Linked DNA regions of Podarcis muralis: regions 1 and 2 are each linked to region 3. A link is a contact called in public Hi-C data. All regions are on one chromosome and are shown on one strand. The core of a region is the stretch at or near the end of the contact, and the rest is flanking DNA. Distances in the headings are between cores, read along the strand shown. Region 1 holds the start of TFG (trafficking from ER to golgi regulator). Region 2 holds the start of LOC114595870 (cell cycle control protein 50C-like). Region 3 holds the start of CMSS1 (cms1 ribosomal small subunit homolog).

What was found. Hi-C and Micro-C count contacts between places; a contact is called where the count stands out from the background.
Region 1: a contact with region 3 is called in a Hi-C map of tail, with 3 times the contacts expected there. The contact joins the promoter of TFG here to the promoter of CMSS1 in region 3. A contact is called at or near these places in 2 of 3 Hi-C or Micro-C datasets (blood and tail).
Region 2: a contact with region 3 is called in a Hi-C map of tail, with 5 times the contacts expected there. The contact joins the promoter of LOC114595870 here to the promoter of CMSS1 in region 3. A contact is called at or near these places in 2 of 3 Hi-C or Micro-C datasets (blood and tail).

Annotation. Positions count from the first base shown.
Region 1 is chr4:35,198,273-35,203,323 of rPodMur119.hap1.1, forward strand. TFG (trafficking from ER to golgi regulator) reads left to right here and starts at 1,402. Exons shown (of 9, transcript XM_028726663.2): 1 at 1,402-1,562.
Region 2 is chr4:34,877,036-34,881,991 of rPodMur119.hap1.1, forward strand. LOC114595870 (cell cycle control protein 50C-like) reads right to left here and starts at 2,203. Exons shown (of 7, transcript XM_077927175.1): 1 at 609-2,203. The coding sequence starts at 809. CMSS1 (cms1 ribosomal small subunit homolog) reads right to left here. Exons shown (of 10, transcript XM_028726648.2): 10 at 2,345-2,573. The coding sequence ends at 2,490.
Region 3 is chr4:35,062,117-35,066,904 of rPodMur119.hap1.1, forward strand. It overlaps CMSS1 (cms1 ribosomal small subunit homolog), which reads right to left and starts at 2,590. Exons shown (of 10, transcript XM_028726648.2): 1 at 2,340-2,590. The coding sequence starts at 2,400. TBC1D23 (TBC1 domain family member 23) reads left to right here and starts at 3,448. Exons shown (of 18, transcript XM_077927172.1): 1 at 3,448-3,616. The coding sequence starts at 3,463.

The DNA.
Region 1 (5,051 bases), core at 152-2,651, 130 kb after region 3:
GCAAATGAAGCCCATAAAATCTCTGCTTCTTCCATGGCACCTTTATTTGCTGCTTTTGCAGAGCTTGCAAGTTTATTAGTACCGAATGTCTTATTTCTAGGACTTGCATACAGGCGTGACTATGAATAGCAGTGACCATGCTGAGTTGGTAGGTTGAAGGGTGTGTGGTCAATTTGAGCAAATATTGACACATTGGTGCAATCTCTTTCTTTTCACAATCTGTTTCCTTCGTGTTTCATTGTAGCAACTGAAGGATTATCAATTTTCTGTTACTAATAATGGATAACTAGTGAGTAACTAGTGTTCCTTGTTCAACAAAAGACCTAAGTTCAAGAAGCATAATTAATATTATCTGTGCAGTGTAAAGCCTCATGAACTTTGATATTCCATGCAACGCGAACTTTAGACTGTTTCTTCTTGATGGCCAGGAGCACATATACATCAAGAAAGGCACTCAGGCTATCAGGAATAACATGGAGAATGTAGGCCTTGATCTCCCAAGATCCCTTTCAGCTGTGATTCCATGAATGTGTGTGTGGATATATGTCCAGCTCTGAGGGTCTTCTGGTGGTTGCCTCACTGTGAGAAGTGAGGTTACAGGGAACCAGGCAGAGGGCCTTCTTGGTAGTGGCGCCTGCCCTGTGGAACGCCCTCCCATCAGATTTCAAGGAAATAAACAACTACAGTACCTGGCTTTTAGAAGACATCTGGAGGCAATCCTGTATTGGGAATTTTTTAATGTCGAATGCTTTACAAACCCAGCCAGATAGGTGGCATATAAATATAATAATAACAACACTTTGCTTAACTGGTTAGGTGAATAGGGCATGTGAAGGCCAGTCCTCTGAGGTATCTGTGAGTGATCAGACAAGCCATAGACTGCAGCAGACTGGCTTTCAGGATGGTAGATGAGGAAGTAGATAGATATTCGGGGCTTGATAGGGTGGGGGTGAGTGACCCTCTCTTTGCTTTCCATTGGTTCTATGTTCACAGCTTAGCACAGTAAAGCACATTTGCAATCCTCTACTGTACACTGCTCAGAAGCCCTATTGGGTCCAGTCCTTTACTCTCCTGAGAGCGCACCCCATTGAGATCAATGAACATCGGGCCAGGCACTGCGGAGCAGCCTCAGCCACTGAACACGGCTTGGCCTGGAAGAAGGAGGACCCGTGAATGACGTTTTTGCAAAGACGCTCCTCTGCCCAGAAGAGACGCCAACTGCACGCAACTGACTGCCAGAAACCAACAAGGGAGACTAGAATCAGGCCCATTCATTCCCGCGCATGCGCGTTAACTGGACTCGCGTTGACTTTTTATTTTTTTTAAGGTCAAGAAAAATCTGGGTCGCTCTACGTCTCTGTCCTGTACGTCAGCACGCGTGCGTGCCCCACACCTTCATTTCGCGCCTGCGCGGTACCGGTTTCCTCTGACGAAGCTCTTCGGTACAGCAGTCTCCGCCGTCAGGTTATGGGCGGAGTGCGCATGCGTGGCGGCCCGGCAGCAGCAGCAGCAGCAACCGCCTTGGCCGAGTCTCTTTGCCACGTACGGCAGCGGCGGCAGCAGTGAGTGAGGAGGCGGGGAGCGGGTAGGGAGGGGTACAGGGTCGTGGGGCTGGCGGGCTGGCTGGCGCCGCAGCCTCCATTTCGTGGAAGAAACGGGGCGAGTCGGGTGGGGGAGCCGCTGCCCCGGTTTGAATGGGAGAGGCCGAGCCGCTGCCCACCGGGGAAGGAGCGGGTAGCCGACCGGGGGGGGCCCTTAGGGCGCCTGGATGAGGCCTAGGCCGCGCCCTTCCCCGTCCACTCGAGACAGGGAAGGCCACGCATTGGATCAGCTGTTGCCACATCAACCTCAACCCCCCGCCCATGGGCCTTGAATCCTGGTTCCTGCTCTCCCCTCCTTCCCCACATAATTCATTTTCTAGTTGGTGGGCGCTGCGTTAGCCTACTGCAGCAAACAGCAGTGCCAAAGCAGTGTAGATTTAATTGTGTTGTAACGAGGTTTTGCTCCCCCCCCCCCAAGAAAAAAACCCTTGGAAAAGATGCACTTCCCATTTCTGAGGAAAAAGTTCTTTCCCTGCCTCCCCCGCTTTCAATTTCTCCTTCCCTCTCCGCCCCACCAGGGCTGGAGAGCCTAAAATGGGAAGAGGTTAATTTGGGGTTTCTGATTCTTTGTCACTGAGGAAGGCTCTGCAGAACACACACAGCTCCCTTTATGTAAATGCTTCATCTTCTTTGTACACCTTCGAAGTTTGTTTGTTTGTTTGTTTCTTCCTCAAGCGGCCTCTTCGTACTTGGAGTCTTGGGAGGAGGAAAGTTGTTTATCCAAGGTCACCCCAAGAGGCCGACAGGACAGTTGTCGTTATATCTGGCTTGCTGGACTCTTTAATTCTTCTACGTCTTCTACTATAATTTGTATAATTAGAAGACGTGGAAATGTTCACGGTTCAGAATCTCAAAAGTTCGAGTACTGTTCATTTCGTTCATGCAAAGAAATTGTTATTAGCCCAGCGATGCAGCTTTTAAAAGTGCTCAGAGCTGCTGTCAGTATTTAGTTACTTGACATTCTGAGTCAGCTGGGGCGTGAGCCAGCAACTCTTCCTGTCATTGCTTTTTTGTCTTGTTTACTCCTTCAGAGAAGTTGGGGTGTGATCAGGGCAAGTCATTGGGGTTGAAGAGATCTGTCACGGCTGATATAAGAGTGGTGGAAGGAAATCCTGTTCTTGCAAAACAGTTGCATTCATAAGCACATATACTTGGAGAAATTTATGACGAGACTTTTATTGTGTTTCTCTTACAGAATTAAGCTTTAATACTGTCCCAATTATTAGGTTTTGTTCTAGCAATAGTTGCTTCTACTGTATAGTACTTAAAAATATACCGGTGACCCATTACAATATTCAGCATACAACCAGTCATTTAATATTTGTGCAGTGCAATTGGTACATGTCTATTAGAAGTAAGCTTTGTTGAGTTCAATAGGACATGCTTCTAGATAAGATGATATAGGATTGAAACCTTAAATAGATATAGAGACACAACTGAGTTGCCTGCTTCTAAAGAAAATTTCTGCCATTGAAATTTCATAAACTGATACATAGCCAGCACTAGAAGCTCAGTTACTAAGATAGTTGGCAATCTCTTGTGATTACAAAGTTAATGATCCTTAAAGGAATTACTTTTCTCAAATATCCTCTACGCTAATTTAATCTACTGCAACTAAAGTGCCAGTTTTTATTGCACCTTTAACAGCTAACAGGTTTACTTAATTTAAACTTTCATGAATTGGAGCCCACTTTTATCAGATGCATCTGAAATGGTATTTGTATTTAGGGATCTAAATACCAAAGGGTATTTAGGGAGTCATCTGCCAGGGATTCTTTAGCTGTGATTCCTGCATTGAAGGGAGTTGGAGTAGATGACCCCTTGGATCCTTTCCAACTACAGTAGTGCCTTGCAAGACGAAAAGAATCCGTTCCGCGATTCTCTTCGTCTATCGGTTTTTTCGTCTTGCGAAGCAACCCTATTAGCGGCTAAGCGGATTAGCGTTATTAGCGGTTTAGCGGCTTAGCGGCTATTAAAGGATTAGCGGCTAAGCTGCTAAAAGGCTATTAGCGGCTTAGAAAAAGGGGGGGGGGAAGCGAGAGAAAAAACGCAAGACTAGCAAGACGTTTCGTCTTGCGAAGCAAGCCCATAGGGAAAATCGTCTTGCGAAGCAACTCAGAAACAGAAAACCCTTTCGTCTAGCGGGTTTTCCGTCTTGTGAGGCATTCGTCTTGCGGGGCACCACTGTACAATTTTATGGTGTTATGAAATCAGTCTCTAGGTGGGTTGCAAACAGAAATATAAATCACAATATCAATTAATATCAATATCTTTTTAATGTATATCACAAACTGAAATTTTACTACAATAAAAAATACAATGTTTGAGTTAATAAAGTAACTCATAACAGCATAGCAAAAACATCTTCATAAGGGTTTGCTGTAAGGAAAATCTGGTGGTTATAGTAATAAAATATATTGCCAGCAACAGTTTAGCTAGTGAGCTACTAGTGATATGTAGGTGTATCATACTTCACAACTGAAATTATAGCTAAATAGATTTGAAGGTCAAATTAAGTCTGATTTCCATAAAGCATAAACTGCCTTGAATCCCACACTTGTTTAAAGATTCTGTTCTTACAGTTGTTACGGTGCATTTACTTTTAACAAATTCGTGTTACTTAAGAAATGTAGGGGTTTTTTTTAATTAAAAAAATAAGTGGCAATTTTAACATTTTAAATTATAATCTTAATTCTCCAATTTGGCTGCATAGGAACAAATAAGTGTCTCTTTCATGGTATAGTCTAGAAATGTACAACTATTTTATGAAAAATACAAGATTTGGCTTTGAACCAAAGGAGAGCATGCATAATGATATGAAAAAGAGAACCACATATTCAGATACAGGTTTCTTTGTCTTTGATAATCATAGCAGATCCCCATGCTAATAAACCTTACAAATAAGCTGATGACACATGCCACTTTAGATTTCAATTTTATCTGGCCTAGACTCTGTATAATTAGTGCAGCAAAATGTAACACTCTGGCTCTGAAAGCATGCCATACAAATGTTTCAACAGTTTTAAGTTGAATATTGGGAATATTTATTATTATTCATAGATTCTTAAGCATCCTTCACCACAAGGTCCTAGGGTTTGTATAAAATGTTACTCATTTTTAAAAATGCAATTAGAAGCATAGGTACTAGAAGGTAGGTACTGCTAAAACACATCTCAGGTGTCAAAATCCAGGGTTAATAGGTATGTATTCAGCACATGAATCACATTCTAAGAATTATTTTCCTTCAAGGGCATATTTGGATTATTGTATCACTGTGCTTGCTTGTTTTGGAGTTTATGCTGGACACTGCTGGCAGTATCCTGCCAGTGGAACTCTTTCCCACATGATCTGTGGGGCGGAAGGGGGAGCGCCACACAAATAAACGATGCTTTCTGTGGTGCACAGTGAGAGGCTGTCTAGCCCAGACAGCTGGGCAAAGGCATAAGGAGG
Region 2 (4,956 bases), core at 953-3,452, 190 kb before region 3:
AACAGGCCTGGAAGCTTGTCTAACGGCACCCCAGTATTGTATTTGAAATATTTATAACTCACCTTTCCACCAATGGTCTCAAAGGCAGCTGGCCTACAGATACAATTTAAACAAGACCATTCCCAGGTCCATCTGTAGTCTCTTCAGCATCTTCAGAATGCTTAACTGTTAAATAGTCTGGAGGGTCTACCTTTCCCAACTTCTCTAAATAATGGTAGACCTGTTCAGATATTCTATCCATTCATTTACTGAAGCTGCTCACACCAGTGTAATGCTTTTAAGTCTAGCCTCAGATCACTACCTCACTCCCTGGATGTTACAATGCTCACCAATATAGACTACTTACATTATTGATTCCTTTGCTAAAGAAATAAAGAACATAATAGCCAAAGTGGGTATTGACGTCAGGTCTCTGGGCGCCAAGGTCAGTACTTCCACTTTTGGGACTGCACCAAAATGTTTATTTTATGGTGTTAGGATTAATGAGGACATCATATACAAATGTTGTGAAAATTAAACAAAACAAAATAAACACACTGTAAACTTATACACAAATACAGTCTACCAGTATTGTAATGCATGCTTTCTAGCACACAATGAAAACAAACCTTTATTTCTTTGACTCTTGTCGCAGCCAACAGAAGTACAATTCCCATCACAAGGCAGAAGAGGCTAATGATAAAGAAGCTGGGGAGGACGAGCTCTGGGGTGAGCTGGGGCTTCCAGGCGGGGAGCCTCTGTTGTTTATATGCAGTATTATCAGGGCATCTCGATGGACGGTTTGGTGAAACGGTGCTCTTTTCATTCATGTTGATGCCGGACAAGTCTTTGGCTGGCCTTTGTGTCGTACCGTGAGGTATTTTTCATCTGTTGCTATCTACTTAGCATTTTTAAGAACCTTGGTAACTTCCTGGAATTACTTATTAACTTGATCCATTTGATTGGGAATAACGCCCTCCTTGTACTTTATGGTCATAATCACCTTTAGCCAGCCTGTGCCATCCTCCTGCTGGTGTACTTTAACCTGACTTACATCTGCTAGCTTCCTGCACCCGCCACTGCTTCCTTCACAAGGCTGCCACCCTTTTTGCTGTTACTGTTGTTCCACACAGCTTAGGACACAATTTAGTAGGATCATCTGCATTGGTCTATTTGGAAATCCTGCACGTAGGGTGGTACATTACTCCTCAGATTTTCTGTCTGTCAAGTTTATTAGCTGACTTGATTGTGTTTTTGTGATGACCAATGATTTTCAGCGTATAAATTTTACCGACCGACACAACGTAAGGCTTCCCTTTCTCCCCGCCTTCACAGATTCCAAAGCTGCATTGAAACTGAGGTAAAAGGGCAGATTTTGCTAATACCAAGTAGGGTAAGAATCAAGTGATAGACAATGGTTACACCAGGCCTGCATTTTTTCTGGGGCCAATTAAGCATACTACTCACAAGCAGCATCCATTTTGCTTCAAGTTTCCTGGTCTACATATCTGCCATAAGAACAAGTTTGCTACCTGATGCTTTGAATTCACAGTGGCAGATTCCAGGTTACAACGACCTATGGTAATGATATTAGTAACACAGGGGAGTTCCCCTAAAGAAAAACAAGAGGGGTACTTATCCCTATACATTGACAATTTATTATCACTGACACTGATCTTTAAGGATATTTTGGAAATACTTTAGCTATGGTTCTGCCACAGTACATATGAGCCAGTGTGGTGTAGTGATTAAGAGCGGTAGACTCATAATCTGGGGAACCCGGTTCGCGTCTCCACTCCTCCACTTGCAGCTGCTGGGTGACCTTGGGCCAGTCACACTTCTCTGAAGTCTCTCAGCCCCACTCACCTCACAGAGTGTTTGTTGTGGGGGAGAAAGGGAAAGGAGAATGTTAGCTGCTTTCGGACTCCTTAGGGTAGTGATAAAGAGGGATATCAAATCCAAACTCTTCTTCCAGAAAACTGAACTGATTGATATGCAGAGCTGAAGAAGAAAAGCTCAGGAGACATTACTATCATCATTATTAACAGTTATAATTTATATATTTCCTCAAGTGTTTTGTACACATTATCATGCTAATCATTGCAACTGCTCTTTAAAGCAAGCTGGCACTATTATTTCTAAACTGCAGCCTATTAAGCTGAGATAAGTACACCCAAACTGGCCTGGAGGCTCATTCAAGGATTCCTAGTGAGCTTGTTGCTGAAATGAGATTCCCCATGACACAGTCTCTTATCCACTAGCTTATACTTTTGAGTAAATCTTTTGAGTTAACAGTTACTTTATGTGCTGGTGGAAAAATCTGTGTTGACTTTCGATTTCATATCATTATACGTGAACATTTCAGTAGAGGACTCCATACAAAAGCTGGCTTTATTGCAAAAGAATTAAGGGTGACAAAAGGGTTTCTACTATGTGCATTTCAGAATTAAAAAGCAGCCTCAACTTGGGCAGACTGAAGGATAAGTTGAATTCAAGGGCAAACATCATATCTAAAAGAGTCCCACTTTCACAGAGCCCTCTCTGCACAGTTTGATCAGTCCCATTTCCAGAAGTTCAATGGTTTCTTTCCTTATCTGAAGAAAAAAATTAAAAAAAATAGAGGATTAAGGTTACCAAGGCCAGCGCTTCCATGAGGAAGAACTTTGCCTCAGAAGGCAAATCTGCCCATTCCTCCCCACCCCAGCAGTTGTCAGCCCCACTGCAGCTTCACCTGTGCTACCACTGCAGCACCACCACTGTCCTCACCACCAAAGCCACGCCCCCACTGCTGCCACTGCATCATGGTGGCAGTGCAAGTGCAGCTGCAGATTTAGGGTACAGTTGCAGTGGCTGGGCCAGTGGCAATCTGGGCACAATGGCGTTGTCAGGGAGAGGGCCAGGATCTGTGGGGGAGCAGCAGGGCATTTTGCCTACAGTGGCAAAATGTTCTGGGCCACCCTTGAAGGTTACTGCAAGACCCCCATGCAAACATTTATTGTGCTGTCTCTCTCACGAACTCACACACTCCAGCCAGCTGATACCTTATCCTTCTCTTATTTTTAATAATGGCACAACACTCCCCCCATTGAACATGTACTTATGAAACACCTTTGGTTAAGAAACATGCCTGCACACGTGCAGCTTGTCGTGTGCCCATGGCAATTAACAGTTCCTTCTGCGTTAGGAGATTGTCAGAGCCACCACTCAAGTCAGCCTGGGCAACACTGTCTGCATGTGGGAGGCTAAGCAGACTAGTAAAAATTAAAAAATCTTGAGCTTGTCTGCAGGGAAGTGTTAACCTATACCTGTTTGAAAGGTCATTGGGGTAACTGACAGTAAATGATGTTTCAATTACAAGCATTTTGGCTGGAAAGCAAATTCAATAAAACTCATGTTTTATGTATGCATATTAGTCATTTTGCCAGCTGCATCAGCTGCTACTGTAATAATTTCACATTGAAAAATGCCACAAGGGGGCACCTTCTTGCTTCAGTTATGGAAATTCATTGCAATCTCTAGTAGTTGACTTTTCTGAACATTGAGAAAACCAACGGGCTTACTATATTGTGACATTTTCAACAGCTTGGTAAAACAAGGCTTAAGAGTGGAAAGGTCAAACGCAACACACTTAGTGCAAAAGATGCCCTGGCCACATTCACACATAACAATTATCCTTGGGTTAATCAACCATACTGTGCATGGATTGTATGCTAGTGCATTGAACCTGATTGTTTCTGCTTCATTCTTTACTTCACATAAGCAAGTAAAGAAACCAGGAAGGGAAAAGCTGAGTGCTACTTCTAAATCCAAGATTTTGGCTTTTTTAAAAATAATAACAATAATTGAACAGGAATTACAAGTGAACAACATTTAAGGAGGGCTAGCAATCCTGGGTTATTAGGGTCAAATACACCACATCCCCAGATATTCAGACATAGCACAAAGCTTCCCTTTTCCTGGTTTGTTAACCAGCTTGTGGAAAGTGTGATAGAATGGATTCGCTGCACCAGAGGGCATCTCATGCATCCTATGGTTCTTGGTGTATCATTACTGCAAATGCTGCTTCCATGTATTAAAGGGCATTTTCTGACCGAGGATGTAGCTAAGTGCCTGCTGGTTTGATAGCATATACAGAACAGTGTTTGCCATAAATTACAAGGTATAGCAATCAGCACAGTTCACACACATCCCAACCCTAAACATACCCAAGGGATTAATACCAAGTCAAGTATGCATTGGACTGTTTTGGTGTGATATAATCGTACTCTAACCAAGACAATCTTTAATTTTGGTTTCAGCGGTACAGGAGAAAATAGGTATAAATCATGTGATGCTTGTATATACATCTATGCAGTTGCACGTCACAGTTTTGTACAGTATTTTGTACTTTTCAACTGTACTTTTCTTTTTAAAATTTCAACTGCAATAAAGGGGGAAAGTATGCTTGGGAGTACAGCCTTAAAAGTACAATTTTCCCCACTAAGCTACCAGATTATGATCAAAAATTCAGTTTACAGGATCAGATGATTTGCCCTATTATGGAATTGTGTTTTTTCAACAGAAGGTAAGTGTAAATGTTAGATATCAAATTGCTTCGTCCTCCTTAGGTAGAGGGCAGGAGTTAACAAAGTACGTATGTGAAATCTGCTAGAAGAATTTTTGTTCTGTTCTCTCTAACAGGTTGTTGTTGCTGTTGTTAGACACTCTATTTGAAAATCCTACGGTCTGGAACTTTTTGAAAGCAGCAGGAGTACTCGCTTATGCTGCTGCTTTCCTACATAGCTTATTTGAAAGGAGGTGTCAGAGAAATCAATGGAACTTGACTTTAATGAAAATGAATGTAGGCTTGAGGTGTTAAAGAGAATCACAGCAGGAAAGGTAGGAGCCTGAAGAGAGAGGCAGCCCAAGACATTACTGCATATACTTCCTCTCCTGCTTCAGTTAGACAGAGCCCTTCAGCACCACAGCACCATGTAA
Region 3 (4,788 bases), core at 1,340-3,839:
ATCATGGCACCAAGCTCAGGAGCATGACGGAGTTTGGAATAAAACTGACCATAATTCAGGCACAAATTAACTCTTTTGCAGAAGGCTCGCTTTGAACCATCCCAAGAAGCTCACCCTCCCTCCAGCAGTAACAGAACATTATAGTGTAGTCCACCCAAAACTGGTTATACAGAAAGGCCTTAAGTGAGGAACGCTAGAGGGCAGCATTCATATTGTCAAAAAGCACTCTCTGGCTATAGCTACACAACATGCTCTAATAGTTTTCACAGTTATTTGTCTCCTCAGAAAAAAAATGGGAACTGTGGTTGGAGGAAGGAAGACATCTGGCATATGGTAGCAAAAAACACTCAGCACCATCACCAAGCTACAATACTCCAGATATTTTGCAGCAGGGATCAGCAAGGTTTACCTCGCCTGGGCCAGTTCACTCCAGCAGAGATCCTTTTGTGGGCTGGATCGCGCAAGCGTACAATTTCCAGTGTCTGCGTAGACGCAATTTCCAGCGTTGCCACATGCACAGACACTATTTCTGGCGCCACAGAAGCGAGTCCCCGCACTGCGCCAGTTTAGCGCAGCGCATGGGGACTCGCCGAGCAGGTGGCTCGGCTTGGGGGTAGCTCGTAGGCCGGTTAAACGACCCCCATGGGCCGCTTGTGGCCCATGAGCCTAAGGTTGCCGACCCCTGTTTCACAGAATGAAAAGCAGCCGAAGAAGTATAAGACCAATATATATTTATATATGGTTCATAGACTCACCAAACTGTAGAGTTGGAAGGGATCACAAAGGGGCTACAAAACCCCTGGCCATGCAGGAATCTTTTGCCCAACGTGGGGCTCAAACCCACAACCCTGAGATTTCTTTTTGTAATGTATATATCCCTTCTCTGTCTTCATAAGTGAGAACCCTGGTCTTTTGTTATGTCAAGAAGACCCTCTTCAATATATTAGGCATATATTTATGTAAGCAAAGGCCAGAGATGCAGGTGATGGGTATGAATGTTCACCATGCAAACGTTACATATATGCCCAATCACACGTACACATTTTACATACTCATTCTTTCACAGGATTCCTACACATTTCCATCAACCAAGTCTCCAGAATGAAACCCAAGAAAGGGGGCAGCCATAGACCCCTGAGAACTGTACCTTCCACCCCCTTTTATATTTATCCCCCTCATAAGCAGCAGTCCTTAAACCCTTAAAGCTTCAAGGCCTTTTCATAAGGGGATCTGCTTCCAGTTTCACTCCTCCTGAAAGGTCACTTCGGCTTTTCATTCATGCCATCTGTTTCACAGGCCAGTTGGAAGCCAAATTGGTTTCAAAAAGTGCAGTGTGCCCAAGCTCTTTTCCTAAAGGGGCTGAAGGGAGACAAGTCCCTCCTCAGCTCAGCTGAAGAACAAATCCCAGTCAGAAATCTAGCAGGCAGTTTAACACTGTTTATTCATTTGTTTTTAAAATGCATTTTATTGGTTTGGGGCCTAACACCCCACATCTCACCGGGAGGAAAACTCTAGCACAGGAATCCCCAAACTTGGCCCTCCAGATGTTTTGGGGCTATAATTCCCATCATCCCTGACCACTGGGTCCTGTTAGCTAGGGATGATGGGAGTTGTAGTCCAAAACATCTGGAGGGTGAGTTTGGGGGTGCCTGCTCTAGCAAAACAGCAGTGGATTTAAGTTTGATGAGGCCCCTAAGCTACTGAAGGTAATGAGGCCCTTTATATGTCCAGCTGTCCTGTGTCAACAACAAATTGTTGCTGTTTTTTGTGTTGAATATATGCTATATGGTAATTTATGGACCTAATAGGTATCTAAAGCCACTTGCACATAACAAATAGGAGCCTACACAACACTAAACACTGCTGCTGTATGTAGGTTTTATTTTATTTGTTTTTATCTTATATTTTGGAAATGTGCATCCAGTTGTTTTTTCCCTTTAATTTTTTGGGGGGCCCCAAGAGAGTAGGGCCCTAAGCTATAGCTTCTTTAGCTTATGCGTAAATCCGGCACTAGCCCCACATCTCACCAGGAGGAAAACTCTAGCAGTGAAGGGAGCGCAATAAATCAGAGGTTGGGGCTGGAAAGCGAAGATTTGAGTTGCTTTGCCCAAGTGGAGACAAAATGTGTAGAGGAGAGAGATCGAGAAAGGAAAGTCAGAGAGTTGGAAGAGACCCTAGAGGGTCATCTAGCCCAACCCCCTGCAATGCAGGAATCTCAACTGAAACATCCACGACAGGCGGCCAACCAAACTCTAAGGCGGCCAAAAGAAAGTCTGAGGCAAAGCAAGGCTTTTGCTTTTTGACTTCCTCAGTCACCAGCAAACGTCACTGCTCGGTACCTGGACTGCTGCCGCTGCCTTCACGTGGTTCCCACCAGGGCTCGTCTAGGGTGTCCCCCATGCTGCAGGTCCTCCGCAGGCCACGCCGCTCCTACCAAGGGCTGAGAAGGGGGAGGAGCGGAGGAAGCCGCCGGCTGGCCCTGCTCCGACCGAGGACGGCGAGGTCCGCCCCGAGGGGCGGGTGTGGGACGGGGCCTCCGCAGGCGTCCCGAGCAACGAGCGCGGCGCCGCCCTCGGGAAGAGGAGGAGGAGGAGGAGGAAGCCTTACTCCAGCGCCGCGTGGTCGTCGCTCCGCCTCCGCGTGCTTTGCTTGTGAATAAGCGGCTTTAGGATTGCGGGCGTTTGTCCGCTGGGTGCTGGTCCGGGAGCGGTAATACTTGCAAAGGGCTCATAAAAGGGTCCTCTAGAGAGGAGTTCATTGTGGGATCAGTGCTCCTCGCATATTCAAGGGGTTGCTTTTCCCCCCGTAGCGGCCGCGCGACGTCAAAGTGCCACCCCAAGTTTAATTCAGATTTAGCCTTCCTTGGAAAAATCACGTTGGTTTTTCTCTCTCACTCACACCAGCCCTATTGCTGGAGAACCATTTGCAATACAGTATCGCGACAAGCGGTTTACAATGCAAAAGTCAGTCTCCTTTTGAAAGCACCAGTGCCTACCTTTTGGGGGTGCATCCTTCTCACAACATCACTAATAGATGGTGCATTGATTGGATAATCGTGTAATATGACTTTTGCTCTAATTGTGATATCTAGTTGTTGCTTTGCTAGCAGTGCTTTATAGGTTGCAATCGTTTCGCTTACGATGTTAATTATACTACATTATTTATTTTTTATATTATATCATTATATACATTATTTATGCCGGATGTGTGGTGTTCTGTATTATGTTCTATCATACTTGTGTATTGCTTGTAAGCTGCTTTGGGATTCATTTGAATGAAATACAGTGAATAAATAAAATAATGGATACCTCCATAAATATATTTTTTTCCCTTATGGGGAAACAGAAACACTTCTGTCCAGGGACAAAACCAAACACCCGAACGAAAAGCGGGGTGGGGAAAGAGCTTGCAAAGGGGACTCGTAACCTAAAGGCTGTGCGCCAGTTCCTTTATCGTAAGTCTATGCGCGAATGCTTCGCTTTGCGGCAGCCGTGTCGCAAGGAGGAGGGGTTGCGACAGAAAACCTTGGCAATGTCGGCCGCGCTTTACGGCTTCGGTGGTGGGGCACGTCAACAGCTATGGCGGGAGCGGAGGAAGCGCTCCCACCGAGAAGCTGGTGAGTTGGACAATCCATCGGTTAATGGAGTTCTCCGGAGGGGGGCGGGGGTCGCTTTCCCCACCTTCGCCGCCTCTCGTCCCAGAAACTGCCCCGCCCGGAATGCCTGTAGGCTCTGGGCAGCCCCAGCCCGAAGCCCCCTGGCCGGCCGCGGCTGCTGGAGCCGACCGACTCCCAGGTCCCTTCTGCCTCTTCCCTCCGCAAGGGCCGGTGTCTGGAGGGAGCAGGCAGGGCTCTCCGCACCCGCAGCCCCCCATTCCTCTCGGCTTGCCCCTGCTCGCTCCCGATGGAGGAGGAGGACGAGCTGTCAAGTTGGGCTTAAAGCCAAGGCTGGGATCCATCCCCACCCCTTAAACCCAGGCTCCTTCGAAACGAGGCATTTCTCAAGGGGCGGCGGGGGGGATCTGGATCTGGGATCGGGGCTATTATCGCATTATCCGGAACGCCCTTCTTTCAAGCAGCTTCTTGCACACCTTCTCAGCAGCCCTGTGGTTCAGTTTGGGCTGAGAGCTGAGCTGGATCAAGGTCCACCCGGCGAGGTTTACAGCTGAGCACCTTGGACTCTCCTCCCCGACCCCGGTTTGCTACTGTTTATCATGACTGCTGTTCCCCACTAGTAACTGTGGCTGAATGGCGCTCCCTATGCAGAGGCTCCAGTTACTGGATGCTTTGCCTGTGAGCATCTCACACGCTTCTGGCTGGCTGCTGGTGTGACTAGGATAATGCAGTTAGCCGGATCTCCGTCTCATTCAGCATGGCATTTCTTAAGGGTTCACACTAAAGACATGCCTGACTTAATTTTTATTGGGTCTGTATGATCCAGCCCAATGTGTGTGCCTAACGTATTTTCATTTTAGTTACTGTGGTGTCAGTTGTTTTAAAATCTGAATTCATGTTCTTGGCAGTTTTCAACTCAGTTTCAGGAAACTGTCTAAGCGAGTCCATCTTTTCTAACTTTAATTTGGAGTGGACTTTTGTTCAAACTTTTTCTTTCTACAAAACTGCTATGATACTAATATACTTGGATCTTTCCCATATTATCATAGAAGTAACGCCCTCTAAATCCAGCTGAGCCAGTTTCTGAGTAATAATAATTCTAATTATAATAAGTTATTATCTATATGGCACCCATCTGACTAGGTTGCCCCAGCCACTCTGGGCGGCTTCCAACA